Regions from separate parts of the Rattus norvegicus genome. Here region 1 is linked to region 2. A link is a contact called in public Hi-C data. All regions are on one chromosome and are shown on one strand. The core of a region is the stretch at or near the end of the contact, and the rest is flanking DNA. Distances in the headings are between cores, read along the strand shown.

What was found. A called contact is a pair of places that touch in the nucleus more often than the background predicts.
Region 1: a contact with region 2 is called in a Hi-C map of kidney, with 2.2 times the contacts expected there. The contact joins the enhancer-like site here to the promoter of Gnaq in region 2. A contact is called at or near these places in 4 of 12 Hi-C or Micro-C datasets (the A7r5 cell line, the Rat2 cell line, Schwann cells and 1 more) and 1 of 1 datasets of contacts at active chromatin or transcription factors (oligodendrocytes).

The regions. Positions count from the first base shown.
Region 1 is chr1:223,321,740-223,325,851 of GRCr8, forward strand. It overlaps Gna14 (G protein subunit alpha 14), which reads left to right. Exons shown (of 7, transcript NM_001013151.2): 7 at 1,099-2,471. The coding sequence ends at 1,289. Among named protein-coding and RNA genes, the nearest start is that of Gna14, 180 kb to the left of the region's middle. Within about 2 kb of position 2,407, at least 3 of the 93 cell types and tissues checked have an H3K27ac peak or open chromatin away from gene starts, as enhancers often do. A contact at or near this core is called in kidney, where this site is marked.
Region 2 is chr1:222,850,966-222,855,046 of GRCr8, forward strand. It overlaps Gnaq (G protein subunit alpha q), which reads left to right and starts at 1,488. Exons shown (of 7, transcript NM_031036.3): 1 at 1,488-1,718. The coding sequence starts at 1,583.

The DNA.
Region 1 (4,112 bases), core at 1,157-3,656, 470 kb after region 2:
GCTCATGGTCTCACCTCAACATCGGTCACTGCGAGGCCTGAATGCACATGCCAACCCACTTGGCTGACTCCACTTTTTGGGTCCACCTCAGGTACCACACCTAGGAAAAATCTTCTGGCCTTCCTGTATCACAGCCTTCCATTGGTGCCCTGGCAACTCTTTGGAGCAGAGCTGGCTCTTTAGTCAGCTTTAGTTGGCAGACTTGCTGCTTTGTGGGGTCACAGGATGACATCATCTTAGACATAGATGTGTGTGAAGTCTTCCATGTATGCCTTGCTCTAGGAAGGACAGTTCTCACTCTTGCTAATCACTCCCAGCACAAGAGGTCTCGGATAGTATACTCTTGACATTGATATTTAAACGTTGGTATTTCAGTGTATCCCCCTTTCCTTTGATTAAATACTCTGGTATTTAATGGCAATATAATTTAGGACTTGTCAAGCTTTAAAATCAACCTAGTAATATCAGATTTTGCACCATGCCCTGTGGCCCCAACCCCCTGCTGTCTGTCTGTACAAATTACAAAGTATCACTTCAAAAGTGGTTAGAAACAAAACTAGGCAATTAGGTCACTATTTTTAGACAAACCACTTTACAGTATAATTATTAGATAAATCAGTAGACACTTTAAAAAGACCAAATATTGGGCTAGGGGATGGCTTAGTACAAAATGCCAGAAACCACCTACAAAAGCAAGGCACAATTGTGAGGACTTGTAATCACAGAGCCAGGACAGGGAGACTGCAGATCCCTGGGATTTGCTGCCCATCTAGTTGAGTCTAGTTGGTGAGCTGTACGCCAATGAATGACCCTGTCAATAGAGGTGCATGAGTAACATGACATTGTTCTCTGTTCACATGCATGTATACACATGCGTGCACGCACACGCACACGCACACACACACACGCACACACACACAAATGAGAAGCATTTTTAAAATATTATTTTATGGATTCATAATGAAATGTAAATTACTTCAGGTAAACTTTCCATAGATATAAGGTAAGATGGGTCAGAGAAGGATCCTGGATAAGAACAAAAATAGATTGTGAGAGGACATGGTAGTAAGTCTGTATCTTTATTTTTCTCATGATCAGGACCAAAGCAAGATGTCAAAGCTGCCAGGGACTTTATCCTCAAGCTGTATCAAGACCAGAATCCTGACAAAGAGAAAGTCATCTACTCGCACTTCACGTGTGCCACAGACACGGAGAACATCCGCTTCGTGTTTGCTGCTGTCAAGGACACGATCCTGCAGCTGAACCTGCGGGAGTTCAACTTGGTGTAAATGGAGGTCGAGCTGAGCTCTTTCTTCCTGCCCAATCTACAAGTGCTTCTGACCACCTGGACCAGGACCCAAGAACATTACATAGCCTGCAGCACAGAGATGGACAGTGCAATGTGAAAAATACTTTACCAACCCTTTTAAGTGTCTTTAATTCTTGATGGTGTAATTCTTTTCTTACCTTTTGGCTCTACGATTAGGTATAATTTTTGAGTGATTTCCTCCCTTTTTTAAACTAGTGCTCAACAGCTATTAAAAATCACGTAACAGAGGGACTTGTTAATTTACAAATCATGGCTTCAGACCTCTGAGATTCATTTAGGTGCCTAAAACATCTTCATAGGCTTGATAATTTTAAAATAAATTTTAAGGAAACATTTCTAACATTTCTTCCCCTTAATGCTGAAGTATGACTCATGTAACATTTTGTTAAACCAAAAAGCTTCTTTCTATGCCTTTTTTGGGGTTATTTTTTTATTTAAAAACAGGCTTAAGTAGTCCAGGCTGGCTTCCAATTCAATGTAATTGAGCATGGCCTTGGTCCTCCTGCCTGAATGTTCCATGCTCAGCTAGGACTTTTTTTCTGAGACAGGCCTCATGCATTCCATTCTGGTCTCTCACACACTATGTGGTCGAGGAAGACCTTGGACTTCTGATTCTTTTGTCTTCATATACACAACCTATTTAAGGCAGTTCTCCCATGGTTGCTAATTCCTAACACTAAGAGATCTCAAACAGTGTGATTTCACATTGACATTTACAGGTTAGTAATGGTTGGATGTATGTGTCACATAATAATTTAAGTGATGCATGGGATGGGACCCAGGGCTTTGTGCATGCTAGGCAAATGTTCTGCCAATGGAGCTATACCCCCAGTCAAAGATTTAAAAAGCAGTTCTTTTCATGTCAGCTTTCTAATCCAAATTATTATTATCCAAACATTAATTTTGCCACAATTTGATAACACCAACTGTGACATATGATAAGTGGACTCTAGATATTGCATTGTGTGTGTCCTGATGCAACATGGCCGGGTCTTATAGCTTATGGAATGGTTAAAGCATAACTTGTTTAGCAGATGTTATATAAACCTTGTCAAAGCTCTGGTGGCAACCACAAATGTGCTGTTTGAACTGTGTACGCTGTGCCTTTCTGGATACTAAGAATACACTGTTCTACCCTCAACACCGATGATGATGTGCTTCTTAGAGCTCACGGCTGATGGTTCTGTTCAAAAGGAAAATGCTACAGTCTTAACAGCTCAGCAGCTTTCTTGCTTCCTTCTTGAAATGGTCTCCACTCATCATGGTGTGCTGGAGCTCCTTAGTGCCTGGCTCTGTAAACTGTGCAGGTCCTGATCCCCAGGACAGTAGAGTACTTCATACTTAAGGGCTCCGGTGGCTTTTGCTTGGACTGCTTACCCAGAGGAATGTCTGTACTTACTTAGACAGATCCACCTCTCATCAATCTCCAGAGGTCCCCAACTTGAAGTGGTTTAGCATTTACAACAGTGAGAAAGTGACATGTATCCAGTACAAACTGTACTTTGAATTATGATCCTTTCTCAAGCTAGTGATTTTTGGCCTGGTACTGTATTGAGATGATGGGCCGTTGTAAGCTGCAGCTCCCAGTCAGCCATACCATCATGAGGGGAAACATTAACCTCTCCGTAGTGCACTTCTGGACTGGATGTTCCAGAGGGTCAGTCGACTGACTATGCATTTTCAGCTTCAATGCCTTTGGTTGGTGTGGGCTTACTTAGTTAATTCTCAGATTGGCAACATCTGTTGCAGAACCACATGGCTTAACTCCTAGAACTGAACTAAGCCAATCTTCCACCCAGGGATGGGACCTCCAGACTGTCAATTTGTTGGAACAATTGCAAACGTGAAACCACTCTACCAAAGTAGCATTATGTTTTAAAAGTCATGAACAATTGGACAAACGAATGCTAAATCTCATTTGAAGGAATTAGTCATCAAGACAAAGACAAAGGAGGAGCTTTTCAAGATATTAAAAATGATAGAGCTAGCATTCACTTTTGTAATCCCTGTCATTTGCCATGGCTAAAAGTGACTAACTGGGTCTCATTAACCTAATCTAAAAAGAAGCATGCCCATGTAGTCAGGACTAAGGGTGTTAAATAATATGGAATTCTTTTTTCAAGTACTTTCTAGCACTGAGCTATTGAGAATTTAGCTTTTGGTTGATATACAAGAAAATGATGTCTTTTGGGGCAAAAGAGTTGTATGGAATGAATTAAATTTTGGTAACAAATACCTTTTCCAGTTACAAAAAGCCAAACTCTCCACATCAGAGATAACTTAGTAATTTCTGTTGGTATTCATTCTGTTTGTAGACATTCTCCCTTAGCCCTTCTTTTAGAAGAAATCAGCCATCTGAAGTTGGTGGCTAGAAGCTACTGGAAAGTCAGGACACTCATCTCTAGGAGTAACTTAGTTATTAATCTAAAAGTATGACTCTAAGCATTAATTAAATACTCAGATCTTAGATAGGCAGGAGAAGGTGAATGTTCCTGATTCTACTCAATAACAACCAGACCAGATGGAAGCCCAGAAAGCTTTATTGGATTCACATATGGTTAGACTAGGCAGTCATCTTAGCATGCAATCCAAACCTACCCCTTCAAGAAATAATGTTTTCAAGTGTTTGTGAGGATTTCCAACAAAGTTTTAGAAAGAAAAAGAATAAGGTAAGTTTTAAGAATAAGAACCACACTAGAAATGCCTGTGGTTAATAACACTATATCAAAACACAGAACTAAGGCAGCCACTGTGTAATAGGTAATTAGGTCATGGAATACTG
Region 2 (4,081 bases), core at 238-2,737:
AACATTTTTTCCCCCCAAATAACCTTGAGTGATCAAGACTTTTTCTATTTATTAGTAAACCATCTCAAATTAGAAGTGTAAAAACCAAGTAGAATTTTGCTCCAATGGTACTAGTTTCTCCACTTTTTCCTATTTTATTCTCTCCCCTCCCCCTTTTCTTTGATACAATGTTTCATACTGCTCAGGAAGCAATTCTCCTGCCTCAGCCTGTCGAGTGTGGAGTTTATGACACACCATATCCGTCTCTTTCATTTCATTCTGTACTATTTGGAGATCTCCCAGAAATCATCCTTAACTGTCACGGTGTAGAAGGGTCAAGCTCATAATATCAGACTTTTTAACATAGTGTGCTGGTAGGGAAACAGAAATCACCTTAGTGACCGGAAAAGTTGGAACAGATCAGGAGGCTCTTGGAAACTTGGGTTTTTCTCTTCAGGATTCAGATTCCTATCTGGAGATACTGAGGACAGTTCCGTCCACAGATCTCTTGGTAACCCCCAGCGAGCCGGTGACAATCCTTTCTCTTTCCTAGTAAAGAGTATCCCATTTTCTAAGACAGATCTGGAGTCAGAGGCCACTTGAGGCAGTTTTTCCGGAATGGCGTTTTAGAAATAGGAAAGGGCAGCAGGGCTGTAGAGAGGCCTGGGGTGCAGCGCGTGGGCACCCATCAGGGCTCCCGCCGCGCCAGCGGCCGGAGGGCAGGCCGAGGACGCCATATTCTCGCCGACCACGCCCCGGCGGCCCGCGGCAGCCAAAGGACTGTGTTCGCCGGCCGGCCGGCCCCGCTTGAGCGGCCGTGACCGCTGCTCCCGGGCTCGCGCAGAGGGAAGCGGCGGGCGAGCCAGGCCGGCAGTCGGGGGCGGGGCGAGGAGAGCGCGAGCTGTCCAGGAGGGGCCTCGGCCCCGCCCCTTGCGCTGCGCCCGCCCCCTGCGCCCGCCCTCCTCCCGCCGCCGCCTCCCTCCCGGATCTGTGCTCCAGTTCAGAGAAAGGAGAAAATGTGTGTGTGTGGCGAGGGGGAGGGCGAGCACTGAGCAGCCGCGGCGCGCCTGGCAATCGGGCCGGGTGGGCGTCCGGCGGAGGCGGGGGCGGAGGCGGGGAGCGCGCGGCGGCCGGCTGCCCGGTTTGCGCGCGAGCCGAGTGGGCGCGGGCAGGCCGAGGGCGCCCGGAGCCGAGTCAGGCGGCGGCGAGGAGCGGGCGCGCCGGGCGCGCGGAGCCGTCGGCGGTCGCTCGCTGCTGGGCCGCCTCGGTGGATGAGCTCGGGCCGCTGGGCGCACAGCTTAGGGCAGCATCGGCAGCGGCGCCTGGAGGGCCGCGCGCTCTCCAAGAAGGCGGCGTGTGAGCGCGGCCGGGCGCGGCGGCCTTTCCTCGCGCGTCCCAGGCCCCCGGCCCCGCTCGTCCCCGGCCCGCCTGGGCTACGGGCCCGGCCGCCGTCCTCACCGCGGCTCCCTGAGCTCGTCCCTGACGCGCGCCCGGGCGGCGGGACTCCGCGGCCGCCGCTGCCTCGGGGGAGCGAGGGCGGAGGGCGTGTGTGCGCGCGTGTGAGCAGGGCGCCGGCGGGGCTGCAGCGAGGCACTTCGGAAGAATGACTCTGGAGTCCATCATGGCGTGCTGCCTGAGCGAGGAGGCCAAGGAAGCCCGGAGGATCAACGACGAGATCGAGCGGCAGCTGCGCAGGGACAAGCGCGACGCCCGCCGGGAGCTCAAGCTGCTGCTGCTGGGTGAGTGCGGCCCTTGGGCCCTGGTGCCCCCCGCCCCGGCTCGCCGCTGCCCTCCCCGCGCGCGTTCCCGGTCGGCACCCGCACCCGCGCGCGCGCACACAGGGGCCGAGGGCCGGGGCTCCGGAGCTGCGGTGTGCGCCTTCGGTGTCAGCTAGGGCCGTGCTCTGTGCGCCGCGTCTGCGGGACGGCTGAGCGTCCGCGCGAGCGGCGCGGGTGGGCGATGGCGTGCAGTGCGGTGGCAGGCCAGCGTCCATTGTGGCGCGTTGTAGGGTGGAGAGGGAAGGGTGGAAACGGGGAGCAGACTAGGGTCTGGATTCAGCTAGGAAAGGTGCTGAGGAAGCCTTGGCTGGCGCTCCAAAGAAACCCGGGTTAACGTACTGGGCAGGGGCGGGGCGGGAAGACTAGCCCAAATGTGCTCCACTGTAGCCACCAGGCCACTGACAGGAGTGACCCCAGAGAGTTGCATGGGCAGTGGATGGTGACAGGCGTCTCTTCTGCACCATTCCTTCTGGATAAAGATGAAGGATCCGGGAGTGTTGTACTGTGTGGTTGTTGACAGCAGACGGCTATCTTTTGTTTAATGAGGCGACCCAGATGTATGCCTGAATTCACAGCAGTTTCTACTGGAAACCAGCACAGCCTCTCAGTTACTCTCCTGGAAACAAACAGAAACCTTTTGTTTAAAACGGACATTTTAGTATCTTGCCATCTGGGCTCCAAGAAAAACGGGAAGAGTTCGAGAAAATTTCCCTCAGATCTCTTTTTTTTTTTTTTTCTAAATGACAATCCAACATTCTGCTTTAACACGAAATTAAGAAGAAAATGCTATTTTCAAATAGGAATTATATTGATTATTATCTCTGAGAGGATGTTTGGAATCAAGCGATCAGGGTTCATGTACAAGCTAGCATGACATAACTATTGCTACTGTGGTAGGAAGCATGAACTGCTTTGCAGGAACAGGCCTGAAAAATGTCTGCACTTGTGTTTATTTGTATGAGTAAAAATAACGCTTCTCAAACATTTCTGTAAGAAGAGGATATTGCTTCGTTGGTTGGGATTTGAGAAGTCCCCCCTCCCCTCTTTCTTTTCTATCTGGAGCAGTCCATCTGCTGGCTCCAGGAACCCATTACCTTGGGGACCGAACTGCTTATGTACTGGATCACTTATAGTCAGGAGCAAAATATCACAATCACAAATGGCTACCAATGCTATTTCCTTCCCCAGCGTAGGTTTTTTTTTTATTGAAATCCAGTTAGGTAAATGTGCACATATAAAGTGTTCATACAGTACAGAAGGCAAGGAGCTGAATAAAAAGGTGGGTTTTAGGGGAATAAGGCAAGGGGAGTGGGGAAATTGGGTAAGTCTACCACCCTCATCATTTCTGTTTCTTCTCATGGCTGAAAATGGAATGCCTTATCTTTTTCTTTCTTTCTTTCTTTCTTTTTTTTTTTTTAAATTGAGAAGGGAAAAGCAAGGGCAAGTGGAATAAATATACGGTGTTCCAGTATACAATTAAGAGGGAAAACATGTGTTTTAGAGATTTTTCTCTTAGACCTGGCTTTTAATTTTCCTTTGTTTACAATCTTCATATGTTTGTGTTTAGCTAAGAACAGGGCATTTGAGGTCTAGTTAACCAAACTTATTTGCCTGAAATTTGACAGCTCGAGGTTTCCAGGCAGCCATGAGTTAGGTTTGTCAGAGGGCCTAGGTTTAAATGCCTGAGAGGGGGATACACTTATAGAGATACTTAATTACATGCTGTTTATTTTAATAATATGCTATGCTTTAAAAAAAATGAACATGGGAATGATTTCCTGAGGGGAAATCCCTCCAGTCCTACTGCTAAAAATGTGGTCAGTGTAAGTGTGTGGCGGCCCTCCCTCACTGATTATAGATTGAAGCAGGCTTTAAACATGGCCCCACCTCACCCATCAGAGACAGACTGGTGGAGGTGGTAGAAAATTTGCTGTTGATTCAGCACCTGCATTTATGAACAACATTTTTTAAAAAACCCATACAGTTCTCTGTCAGAAGTGGGAGCCCTGGGCATCATTAACAATCACGGCTGTTCTCAGTGTGGATAGGCTTCTTCCAAACGCAGTACCCACATTATTTGTGTAATCATGATAGACATTAAGTGTAAACGTCTCTGTGTGTATGAGTGTGAGATTAGCAGGGAAATGAGTGTTGAACAAGGGAGTGCTTGGGGGAGGGGCTCCTTCCTGGTCTGCTGCCTTGGGAGTAGTCTTCATTTCCTAGTTCTTTCGTTCATTTTACCAACATCTATCCAGAGGAGATTACAGAATGTATTTCATCACATTATTAGTACCTTTGAAGGCTTCTGTACATGGAGGGATCAT